Regions from separate parts of the Drosophila melanogaster genome. Here region 2 is linked to region 1. A link is a contact called in public Hi-C data. All regions are on one chromosome and are shown on one strand. The core of a region is the stretch at or near the end of the contact, and the rest is flanking DNA. Distances in the headings are between cores, read along the strand shown. Region 1 holds the start of Pih1D1 (PIH1 domain containing 1). Region 2 holds the start of CG9933.

Region 1 (6,793 bases), core at 370-2,869:
GGCCATGCCCTTCTTGCGGCCATTCTTCTCACCGTGGGGATTCTCAAAGGTCACGTTGCCATTGCTAAACTGCGCCTTGGGTTCTACGCGCGCCTTGTTCTTGTAGTTCTTGCGCACGTTCTGGTTCCAGTGGTGGGCGAAGATGGGCATGACCTCGGAGCAGCTGTCCTGCGGCCTCAGGTCCCACAGATCCTTCTCCTCCAGCGGGTTGCGATAGCCCTTGAGGGCCATTTTGTCGAACCACTGATAGGTGATGCGGGAAAGGAAACTGGCTGACAGTTCGGGAATCTCGTTCTCACCCCTCTGGTACTTGGTTTGTCTGGGCATTCCGTCCGCGAAGCAGTTCAGGATCAGCATAATGCTGGTGAAGGTGAAGAAGATAAAGAAGCTAACGAACTGATACTCCTCCCAGGAAAAGTCCTGCTCGGATGGCTGTTGCGAATTCAGAATCTTCTGGCGCTCCGCGTCCAGTCGAACTTCAGTGCGGCAGCGGGGAATCGACAGCACAGTGAGCAGGAACCAGAAGATGAACTGACATCCCGTGGTCTGCACGCCATACTTTCGATTCAGCGGGATGAATATGAAGAGCAACAGGAAGGTGGCGAACTTGATGATGGGACCCCAAACATCCAGGTCGTAGAGCGGCAGCTCAGAGTCGCCGCCCTTCTTGACCAGCGCCATAATTAGGTCCAGGGCAGTGATTACCAGCAGACCCAGATTCACCAGAGCTTTGCTCACGTTCAGCTTGTTCCACGGTATATTCCTGTCCAAACTCGCCTTCAGGTAGTAAAAGTCAAAGATCACGAACGCCCAGTAGAAGGCGCAGGGTGTCCAGACCAGCGCCGTTTGCTCAAAGCAGGGCGTAAAGTCCGGATCGTTGGTATACCATGTCTCTGTTGCGTTCTGTTCGTTGGACACACGGAAACCATACATTTACACTATGCATTCGGATTGAACACCACTGCTGATGCACTCACCCAGAACGTGGATCCGCAGAATCTGTCCATCGGCGAACTAGTGTCATCCGCCATGGTTACTCGACTGCTCGGCAACCTCCTCCACGTGCAATTGGGCTATATGCGTATGCTATATCGGGCGATGTGGTAACTGTAAAGCGGCAAGGAAATAAACGGATCTATATTTTCGGGCCAACAGCTGTTCCTTCCCAAGCCGCACAACTACAACAACCGCTAATCGTGACAGTGGGAAGTTGATTGCTAGTATTTTTCTGGTATTTCGCGGGCACAGTGGGTGTCGGATGGAAAATGAGTGTATAATTCTGCACTGCGTGTTATTTTAATTGTTTATATTGATTTAAGTGAAACTTGTAATTTTTGTACATAAATTATTAAAATACATTTGCTTGGAAAACTTAGTAGAAGCAAGTAGAAATCAATTGCATTTGCAACAGCAAAAATACAAATGAATTTCTTAAATTTGGATTAAGCTTTTAAAGTTTCATATAGAAATTCATAGCAATTATTCTCGAAAATTCTTGTCATTTACTTTTTATTAATGAGCACCCTGTACAGGGAAAACGCCTATCTAGTATTTTTAGCCTATCGCATGGCATTAAATGTTTTTCCACCGGCGTTCACACTGTCACATTAGTTTTCATTTCAATCGAGTTGACAGCTCCATTCTGGCAAATAAAATTTGCGTTTTTCGCTCGTCGCTCAGCGCAAAAATAGCATTTGCATTGGATTAACTCGTAACTGGCAATTGAAATCGTGCAGCAAAATGTCGCGTCGTTCCAATTTCATTGAGGGCAACGACAATTTTCGCGACCAGAACCTGCGCTTTGTGCGGGTAAGCAAAACTTGAGAAATTCGATGTGAGGAACTATCTGCGCCACTAAAGATGAACTTGTTTTTTTTTTTTTTCATTTTCTAAATGCAGAACGAGTTTGAGGACAATATTAACCAGTACTTTGGAGGCGCCGATCCGGAGGGCAGCGGCCCGCAGCAGAAACCGCCGCCGCGAGACTCGCTGATTGTCCAGCCGACCGCAGGTAAGTGGCGTCCATTGCAACAGCCGGAGCTTCACATGGCACAGCAATCGCTGCCGGTGGCGCGGAGAATCTAACCGGAGATTACAGCCAGCTAGTAGTAGGCATGACTCTGGGTTTATGGTCTACTTAGCACTTGTGTGTGCACAGTAATCTCTGCGAGCGCGGAACCATGTCAACCTGATAAACATCTCACGTCGACGTCGATTGCGCGTAATCGCTCGGGGTGGTACAGTGAACCCGCGATAAGGCGAACAAACGCACGCGAATGGAACACGTCATAGGACAGAAAAACCCATCCTAACGAATCTTCGACAAGACTTTAAAAACCAATTACGAATATTGAAAACATATCCGAATTACTTGTATTTAAAATTGAATCAATTGCTCTAAATTTTTTAATTAATTCCGTAAGTTAACTATAGTTTGTGCACACTTTTTGTATATTCAAATTTCCAATCTTTTAATGGTTATTAATTAGTATTTTGCACTTAACTATTGGATAATTCGTCAAAACAAAGGCAAAAAATCAATTATCCAAACAAATCAGTTTAATTCCTATGCACACTATTATTTGACAAACTATCTATCGTATTGAAACAAAAAGAGGGTTGAGCGGGTAGTTAGTACGAAGTTTTGTAATCTAGCCGTCGTTATTGTGCGCTACGGCAGTTAAGTGTTTACATGTCCAGGGCCACTTGGAGGAAGGTCTAATCGCGCCCACTTGAAACGATAGTTTATAGTCCAGCGAGATTGTACAATGCCAATGACAAATGAGCGACTAAAACGTGTTTCCCCGCCTCGAAGAAGAACTAATTTACACAGAGATACACACAACTAAAAAGAAGGAATGAGAAACTTTAAGCGAATCTTGAACGGAGCTCATAAAAGGTATTGGGCTAGTCACATTTTATGGGCGCCAAAAACTTGTTTGCCCCGTACACGCATGTGTTTTAAGCCATTTGACTTTAGATAAAATTCTAACACATCTGAAACGAGTATTTTCAGTTCGATATAATTAACGGCGAAACCTGTTCCCGCAGCGATTATATAAGCACAAAACAATCGGCAGAAAAAACCCCCTTACAAAACCTAATATTTCAATTGTACGAAATGTGTGTGTTTTGCCTTTACACCCAAGTGAAATTTCTCTTTAAAAACAAAAACGTCGACTCACGATGAGATGCTAAGCAAAATGGCATGGAGATCTCTTGGCTGCACCATAAAATCAAGGAGAAAACCTGACAATTTTCTCAGCAAAAAACGCCACTCTCTTCACAACCTGACTGACACACACGGTTTGTTTGTTCTGGATCAGATCATGCCAGCCGGCACAAATTGTTTACACCGCCAAAGAAGAGTGATTTATTTACAGAATATCAACGACACTCGACACTTGATGACTTTTATTAATAGGGAAAAAGCTGAGATAAGGCTGACTGGCTGCATTTAGCCAAGTGTGCAAACTCTGGAGAAAACAACTTCCACATAGCGAGAATGATTATACGAGCAGCTCCTTATCGGGGACCCCACAGCTGAACCTTATCGTGTGTGCTGCCTGTTGCTGTCCCCCTACTAGACTCTTCCATTGTGTTTGTCGTTGCTCCAGTTATGAATTGCACATCGTAAACCCTATATTGCTCCTAATCGCACACTTGTTTGCTCCACTTGCTGCTGATTCTGAGTCCTTGGAGCTTGATTACCATCGGACTGGGCGAGAAGCTGTCGAACCCACAGATCGTAGGCCATCTTTCAAGGCCTGTGACGTCAGTGGAACCCACGAGGCAATTAACTTCAAATTTGTTCGTACGAACAGCAGTACGACAACCTTGCGCACCACAATTTTTACACTTTTTCTGTTATCAATTAAATAATCGAGCTGCGAGCATGACAAAACACTTAACCATATCAAACTACTTTGAATGTGAATCATCGATTTCTCGTCAGTTCTTTTTTTTTTTTTTCGTATTTCTTTCGTTTGCTGAGAAATGTTTGCGCGGGATATTCTGGAGCCTTTCGGAAATTTCACAATTTCAGGCAAAGAATGTGGACACACAGAGATAGATACACAACACATAGATACGAACGCACACTGGCACACTTGTTCCGCTTTGGCGGAATCCAACAACCACATATCAACAAGGGTATCAAAAATGGACGGCGGTGGTTGTTGTTGGCGGTATCGATGCGACTGAAATGTCACTTATAATTACCTCTACGTAGAAAAAAACTCGCTGCGATTCAAACGAATCGGTTGTGGGGGATCGGAGTGAATAGAATCGAATCGAAACAAAACGAGCCGTAGCGGTTGAGGTCGGATCGCTATTTGGATTTGGATGGAGGGCAGCGTCGGCGGAGCACTTCAAAATCGACGGACAACCGGCTCGTTACGAGCAAAAAGGCAAACTGAATTCGAAGCGAGCGCTGCGAACAAACTTATTTGTTTTCCGCGCTTTCCGTGCTCAAAAAAAAAACAACAAAAATGAGATAATAGCGCCACCTCGGAGAGCGTTTAACTTGGCTCTTTTTGTGGCGCTGACTGCCTGGTGGCCGCCCGATCAATTAAAACCCCCTGCCATCAAAGCACCCGACTCTCCAATAATGCCAAGTTTGTCCAGAATAAAACCCAGCTGAAAGATACCGACTCTCTTTCCTGATTTTAAGTGCCGATTTAAACATATTTTCCTGCTCTGGTGAAATTATTCTGAACCGAAATGGACACACGACGCGACTCTTAAACGTTTTGTTGTCGCAAGAGCAACAAAAGTGGGCCGAAATGATAACGATATCAACAGTAGTCATACAATTAAGAGCATTTAATGGGTGTTTGGTTGCGAATTCTTCACGATTTTGGTATAAGCATGACCATACCTATTGATTATCAGTTTATTGTGTGTTTGATGCCATAAATGTATAATTACTGAGTAGTTTCTTAACAACTACAACTACAGGATTTGCTGCTATGCATTTCGAAAGTACACACCAATAGAATAGAATTCTGTGATAGAATTTCTAATCTAATCAATTTAGATGTTTAATTTAAAATATGAGATAGTGGCAGTGCTTAGTGTTTATAGATTGACAAAAAATCAAACATCAAACTTAGTCAGCATTTTGATAACGACTGAAAAGGCAATCAAGTAGTAATGCAATTGAAATTATCATTTTTTTTTGTGTTGTACAATTTGTTAAAGCAATTAAAGGGTGGGAAGAAATGCAAAACAAAGCAAATCTATTATAGATTTAAACTAAAATTTGTATGCATATTTTCAGTGAGCATTGTCGTCATGAGTAGATTAGATTGGAATTGGTTTGCTAAACGTGACCACATAGCTCTAACCTAAAACGTGTCTGCTTTTTTAAATTTTAAATTTCATATGTGGTACCATGAAAATAGCCAACAGCGAGCTGGACAATCGGCGCCAATTTCTCCGTGACCTGGGCGCCAGTCGGGTGTTGGCCAACGCCTTGGCGCAGCGCACCTTCAATGTGCCCAAGTTCAACCTGCGCCATTTCCAGCGCCAGAGGTTCCGCCTCAGCGTCGAGCTGGGCGACAGTCACCAGGATGTGGTGGACAAGGAGGTGCTCCAAGCCATCGAGGAAGCGGTGGCTAGCCACGACGACGTCGAGTCGCGGCCACGCACTCCGTCGCCGCCGCGGAACATTGATTGGCACAGCGCCAGGATGAATAACTCACCGGCTAATAAGGATCGATCGCGTTCTAGGAATCGTCAGAGAGAGGAAAATTTCCCAAACAACAATCGCGGAGTTGTGGAACAACGGGAGCCAATCAATAGGAATTGTGGACCCGTAAATCGCAATAATCCTGGCATGAATCCTGCTGAGTTCAATCGCAATCGTTATGCAAATGCGCAGGACTTTAATCGAAATAATCGAAATATGGACAGAAGTGAATTCAATCAAAATAATCGCAATTTCAACCGAAATGAGGGTTCACGTCCCAATCCACAGGATTTCAATCGTCCCAATAGAAATCAAAATCCACAGGATTTCAATCGTCCCAATAGAAACCAAAATCCACAGGATTTCAATCGTTCCAATAGAAATCAAAATCCACAGGATTTCAATCGATCTAATAGAAATCAAAACCCCCAGGATTTCAATCGTCCCAATAGAAATCAAAATCCACAGGATTTCAATCGCAATAATCGTAATGCCTATCCGCATGAATTCAATCGTAATATCCGAAATGATAACGAGCAGGAATTTAATCACAATCGTAATGCAGTCAATGATGAATTCAATCGCAATACTCGTAATGTTAACAACCAAGCATTCCCTCAAGGACATAACCATAACAATCGTAATGCGAATGCACAATTCAATCGCAAAACTTTTGACGAGAACCCAAACTTTAATAACCAACGTTTTCAAGGACCAAATCACCAGATCAACTATCGTGTTCAGATGCCAAACAATGATCATTCCCAAGTAAACAACAATCGCAGGCCTGGTAATCAGAACTTCGTTTCGAATCAGCAACCCAACTTGGATCGTAATGCTATAAGCGATGACGGCATTCAGCTGCCAAGAGATCGATTCCGTTCGCCTGAAGCGCATCCAAAACAACCACCATATCCACGTAATGTGAACGCTGACCAGGTTGGAAACCGTGGACCCCAAAAGAGGCACAATTATCAGCGTATTGTGAATGACAATCAAATAATACTACGTCGCACCGACTGGACTGACGAAGAAGAGGATCTAGATCTAGAACACCATGATATAGACGACTATATACCCGATGAACGCGAATTTCTTGAA
Region 2 (6,594 bases), core at 3,815-6,314, 300 kb before region 1:
CAATTATATTAAACTTTTTATAGAAACATTCCACAGTAAAGATCTAAATATAAGATTATAAAATTTAATGTTTTCCCGTTTAACAATGTTTTGTATTATTTTTTAATATTTTTGAAATTATCTATATTTTTTCATTGAAAATTTTATTTTATCAAATGGGTTTTCTAAGTATATATCTTATCTTAAAGAACTTGTGATTGATTAGGAAAGGAATAAAGGTAGTGTAAATCAGCCAAAGTGCCAAAGAGTTCAAAGGGGCCAATGAGATTCTTAGGAAGTCCAAACAAGGTCCCTTGCTAGCTTAGCACACAACCTAGACAATTTGCAGTCCCCGATCCGATACCTTCTGCCACCCATCTCACCACTCCATCTGTGTCCGTAGTCCTTGCGCTGCGCTGGTAAATATGCAAAGTCTATTTTGTAAGCCCAATCTTTAAGTATTCCGATTTTGACTGTTTAAATGTGTGGTGTCTGGTCTTGCTTTTGTTGTACACTATATGATAAACGATTATTAACTATAAGCAAATCATTGGTGAAAGTATTGCTTGCTCTCTATTTACCTCTCGAACTAAGTGTAATCCATATATCCAAAATCATAAACAAAAACAAAAAAAGAAACAAACCCATGACACCATAAAAATAAAAAGCTAACCTTAAAGGGATTCCCATTACGGTGCGAGGGTTTTCGATTGGGCTAAACTCATGGTTTATTGTCCCTGAATAAGGGCACACACATAATACGTACATACACACTCACACACACATACACCCCCCATACATACATATACATGAAAACAGAAGGACACACGCTGAATGCCATTTACCCATACAAAGCTATACTAATTGTTGACTTATTTCCCTTGTTTTCCCCAAAACAGCGGCACTGTCGCTTAAAGCATTCCGGGGATATTCGGATCGAGACCCTTGAGCGAGGAGCCAGTGTCTCGGCGAACGCACCACCCATCTACCGACCCCTGGGAGCAGGTGCCAGCAACGAATCCCAGTCCCACATCCACAATCCGTCGAATCCCATCACCAGCAACATCCTGAAGTCCGGCAGCAACACGAATGCCAACAGCAACATCAACAGCAATAGTGCGCAGCCCCTGCTGCTGACCACCAAGCAGCTGGAGCAGATCTTCCACACACCGCTCTCCGCCAGCGCCGCAGCCGTGGTGAATGCGGCCAACACCCAGCAGGATATCCAAGCGGCGGCAGCCTATTGGGCAGCAGCCTGCAAAGCAGTGGTGGCCAACAGCAGCGCCGAGGAGTTGCTGCAGTTGCAGCAGAATGACCAGATCGAGATAACCCGCCTGCCGACCACGACAGAGCACTCCATCGGATCCAGCGGCAACAATACCAAGAGCAAGCAGCAAAAGTGTCCGGTCTGTCCGTACATCTCGGAGAGCAAATCCCAGATGAACTACCATGTGTCGCTGCACAAGCCCACGCAATACGAGTGCCGCCTGTGCACATTTGTGTGTGCCAAAAAGCAGCATCTGAGCAGCCACATGAGAACGGTGCACCAGCAGCAGATGGTGGCATCGGGAGCAGGTGCAGCCGCAGGAGCAGCCGGAGGAGTAGGAGGCGGCGGAGCTGCCTCACTGGGTCTGGACTTTAGTGTGGCCCTGCAGTTGGCCGCAGCTGCCAAGCAGGTGCAACAACTGCCCGCCTCAACACCACTCTCCATCGATTTGTCCCAGATCCAGATGGATGCCGCCTCCGATGCGGAGCTCAATCCACAGCAACTGCCGCCGGAGTACCAGTACAAGCTGATTAGTTACTGTCCCAGGTGTCCGGCTCGCTTTGCCCAGAAGCACAATGACGAGCGCAATGCCAAGCAAGAGCTAGAGCAGCATTTGCTGGCCCACAGCGATCAGGAGCCGGAGGATCAGGATCCGAGCTATGTCTGCGCCTATTGTGAGTATCGTACGTCGGAGGAGACTATGCTCCAACTGCACCGTGCGGTGCACATGTCCCACTACCAGGAAAAGTGCCAGGAGCTCTATAGGAACTGCAAGGAGGATGTCGAGTATCCGGCACCCAAGTTGCTGCAGCTGACTGGTCCCGAAACCATTTGGGTGGTGGATAACGAATTGAGCTTGCAACTGCTGCAGCAGACTACCGGCGGTGCAGTTAGTACCTCCACCGGTGGGTTTGACAACCAGAACTCTCTGCTCAAGAAGCAGCTGGAATCGGGCGGTGGTCAGATGGTCCCACTTCCCCTGAAAGTATCCGTTAACAAAAACGAGGCGGAAGTCCCCGAGGAGGACGAGGAGCGACATAGCAGCTCCACACCGTCGACCAGCGCTTCGGTGGCCACCAGTGATTTGGCCGCAGATGGCAGCAGTGATGCAGGATCCGTTGACATGCCCCAGTCCATTCCGGCACCGGAACGCTGCCTCCACTGTCCATTCGAGACGCAGCAGCACGAGGAGCTGATGCAGCATCTACAGAAGCACGCCTGCGTAAATCCTCCACCTCCGAACTGCCAGAAATGTGCCCATTGTGATTACAATGCCAATGAGGAGGCGGAAATGGAGGAGCACACGGCGCTGCATTTCAATGCTGGTGAGAAGCTCAAGTCCGTGGAGTTCTTTACCTGCTACGATCAGCTGGAGATCAGCGTTGAGCGGGAACCGGAAGAAACCGCTGACTCAAAGGTGGAGCAGACCGAGCACAACAACAACCAGGACAATGTGATGAACGCCAATGTGCAGCAGCAGCAGCAACAGCAGCCAAGCAGCAGCGGCCCAGATGAACAGCCAGCTGTCGAGGGAATGGAGGAGTCGTCGGCCAAAAAGTCCAGCACAAAGTTGATTCTGTACAAGAACGATGGCGGCTTGAGTGTGAAGCTCTCCCAGGATGAGGGCGCCAATTCAGAGTCCCAGAAGAGCGAGAATATCAGCGATCGCCTGCGCAGAAGGATCCTTCGGGGAAGTGCCAACCAGTCGGAGGACGCCACTTCCACCTCCGGCCAGGAGCGACCCGCAACACCGGAAAAAATGATACTGGTCAATGCCCAGACGGGCAAAGTCATTTCCAGAAAGTAGGCCACATCCAAGGGTCGAACCTTTTATTTAATTTAATCCATAATTTATCCAACTAAGCTTATGGTTATTTTTCGATTTAAGTGAGTTTTGGTTTTGTTAATATTTTGTTGTTGCTTATGCTTTTCCATATTTTTTTTTGGGTATGCGTTAGTGGAGTTGGGGATTCGTTTTAGGCACCTGTTTTGGGATTTCTATTGTCACTAACACACACCCACTTATACACACCTAGTTGGAACATGTTCCTGCACTTTTACGTTTTTTCTAGAACCTAAGGTAATTAAGTAACGATAATTTATAAACAAAAAAGGAATGAAATACCATTATTCGAATACTTTGCAAATGGGATAAGCCGGAATTCTTAATGTAATTACTTGCTAGAACGGTGCAAAATGTAATTTAAACTAATCGTATTGTAACTTATCAAAGAGATAACTATAGAAGGCATTTTAATATAGAACCTATATATATATATTTACCATCGGCTTAATATATTAAATTGGAAAACCAACCCAATCCGAGCAAGATCCAAAAGCGTTTCAAGGAAATCAACTTTGTACAGGAGAAAAAGAGATAAATTCAAAATTATGTCTTGCTACAAATAATTCGTTTAATTTTTCGAATGGGAACTGTGATTATTGATAATTGTAAATGCAAAAAAAAAAAGAAATAAGAAAGTGAGCGCGTATATCATGCAATGAATATGGTACTATATACATACTATATAAATCTATACATATATATATATTTACACACAGCTGCTGCAAAAATAAAAACTATAGAAACAAAAAGAAACACATTTAAAATGCAATTGAAAAATCAACAGAGAATAGGGAATTTTTTGCAATATTTGCAATATTATTTTGTACAAGTGCAGCACACATTTAAAATTAGTTAATAGTAATTAGTTTCTACTACGGATTAGTTATGTTCTCATCATTAGTGCGAATGTTTTCCAGCAAACGGCGTCTTTGTAGCACAGTGTAGGCGTTAACACTACAAACAAAATGTTATCATTAAACTATAAGCAAACAAAAAGAACACATGTGGAATAGCGGGGCCATATTTAAATAGTTTAAACTTAATGCAAGGAAACATTTGAAAACAAAGCAAATCAAAACCAGAAGATATAGCGCAAACAAGCGATATGTATACAGAATCTAACTTGGATATAAATGCAAACCGCCTTTGATATGCATATATACATCTTATATCGATACGAATATCTATACACACAATATATTATATATTAAATAGTCCTTAACATTGAACTACATTTAAACTTAAAGCTAGTGTAAATAACTTAGTTTTGTTTACTGCGCACACAACCACACGCAACACTTACACACACCACACAAACACACAATAAGATTTACGGCATTGAATTACAAAAGAGAAAATGTACAAAAACAATTGTTAATAAAGAAATCAAATAAAAACAACACAAGTTGCATTTACAATTGACCGATTATCTGTATGTTTGGTACTTCTATTTAAAAAAGAAATCGAATAATTGGGTTCAGATCTAAACGCCAAAAGTAGTTTCTAAAAATTCAAATCATAATGCAAAATAGTTCATTGACTTCTATTAAATTGAAAGCACTTCAACATTTTTCTTTTTTCTTTACTGAAATCAAACATCAAAATCAAGCATTCTTTTTTAACGGAATTTTAATTTGAAAGGTAGCCTGCGTAACGGTATAGCGGTATATCAATTTAAAAGTGACTTTCAAGATACGGCAACTCTGTGAAACGATTGAATGTGGAACAAAAGATTATTTTACTCTTTTTCTTTTAATTAAAGAAAAAATAATAATAATCAAAAAGGGATATGCAATGCTATTCCAGATTACTCTTACTGAGATACTTAAATAATAACTCTCCAAATAATCAAAAGAGCCAAAGAAAATATAAAATCATATATACTATTTAGCTCCCTGTTGCAATTCCAATCGTTTCACAATCGCTGCCAAGTCAGCTACGCAAATTTGAGGGTATATTTCATAGTTGTCGGTACGGTAACACTGAGAAAGCCGTTTTGTTGAAAGATTACAAATGAATTGCGATGCATTTAGCTAAAATTGAACTTTAGCAGAGCCGCAAAACGATAGAGAGCCAACGCAGAGAACACGGAGCCACCCAAACACATGGATACCAAGTCCAATGATGACTCGGCTGGCAGTGACTCGCTGGACAAATCTATGCAAATCAAGTGTGTGATGGTGGAGACAACGACGACGGGCGACGGAGACTCCACAGTCGGAGATCTGGACAACTGCAGCAGGGATTCCGCTGCGGAATCGATTAACAAGGAATCCGGTTCGATGGAGGGAGCCGGCAAGCAGACGGATCACAAGACTGAAGCTGCGGCGGGGTCGTGCGGCGAGGGCGACAGTCCGCAGAGCAGTCAATCCCCACCAGAACATCCGGCCAGCAAATCGCCCACATCTCCATGCACTGCCTTCGAGACGAAAGTCAAGCTTATATCACAGAACCTCAAGGAAACCACGCTGGCGGAGAGCACCGGCGCCTCCGTATCAGCATCCACATCCACATCAACACCCACGTCCGCCTCTAGTAGCATCAGCGGCAGCATGCTGGAGTCGCAGCAGACACCCAGCCAGTCCACCCCCGAAACAACAGATTCCGCCTCGTCGTCCGTGCGCGTGAAGAAGGTACGCTTCCATCCGGACGTCAAGGAAAACGACGGCGGGAACTGGATGAAAAGAAAGCGACGCTCCATGCATACCAAACGAACCTCCTCGCCCAGCGGCGCTAACTGTGATGGCATGGAGCTGGACGGTGAGTACGAGGACAACGATGACGATGAGCAGGAGGAGGCGGAGGAGGAGTTCGATCTGGCCAAGACAATCGCCGAGGCGGAGGATTACCTCAAGCAGCACCCGTTGACATACGTGCAGCGCGTCGAACAGAACGGCGAGCGGCTGCAGGATGGACTGCTCAGCATCGAGGATATGCTAAACGAAGTCGGCGAGGAGGTGGTCACCGAGTACAACGACGAGGACTTCTTCAGACGCATCAAGCCCGAGAATGGCATTGAACGCATTCTGGGCAAGGAGACCAAGGCGGGAAAGGTACGTTTGCAATACGAAAGCAATAAACTATCAGTACGGTTTAGGGTTCACAAATTTTCTATGAATTCGATTACAGTTTCATTTACAACACATTGTTGGTTTATTCATATCATATTTAGTAAACAAAAATTCTAAGCTGGAAAAGGTTTGCTATATGACTTTTGCTTTTACAAAATAAATAAGCCAAAGATCAGCTTTCTTTACTTTGTAAAGCGAAGGAAAACTTTTAAACAGTCTGAATCTTATGTAGTTTGCCCTCTATCCCAATTGTAGGTATCATTTAATAACCTTAATATCCTTGCAGGTTGAATTCCTTCTGCGCTACGAGAACCAAGGCGGACTCTTCTGGCAATCGGAGGAGTTCATCAAGCGCACGTGCCCCTCGCTGCTCAAGGCCTACGAAATGAATCGAGAACGACGTCAGCAGCGCTTGGTTAGTCCTTATCCTA

What was found. A called contact is a pair of places that touch in the nucleus more often than the background predicts.
Region 2: a contact with region 1 is called in a Hi-C map of the Kc167 cell line, with 7 times the contacts expected there. A contact is called at or near these places in 10 of 107 Hi-C or Micro-C datasets (the Clone 8 cell line, the D17-c3 cell line, the Kc167 cell line and 5 more) and 1 of 7 datasets of targeted methods (the Kc167 cell line).

Annotation. Positions count from the first base shown.
Region 1 is chr2L:12,716,669-12,723,461 of dm6, reverse strand. It overlaps Pih1D1 (PIH1 domain containing 1), which reads left to right and starts at 1,619. Exons shown (of 5, transcript NM_135746.5): 1 at 1,619-1,809; 2 at 1,900-2,011. The coding sequence starts at 1,741. MRP (Multidrug-Resistance like Protein 1) reads right to left here and starts at 4,417. Exons shown (of 13, transcript NM_001316390.1): 1 at 4,222-4,417; 2 at 978-1,107; 3 at 1-903. The coding sequence starts at 1,031.
Region 2 is chr2L:13,019,782-13,026,375 of dm6, reverse strand. CG9933 reads left to right here and starts at 5,064. Exons shown (of 3, transcript NM_135754.4): 1 at 5,064-6,145; 2 at 6,450-6,578. The coding sequence starts at 5,198. It overlaps CG9932, which reads left to right. Exons shown (of 7, transcript NM_001273500.2): 7 at 879-4,508. The coding sequence ends at 3,053.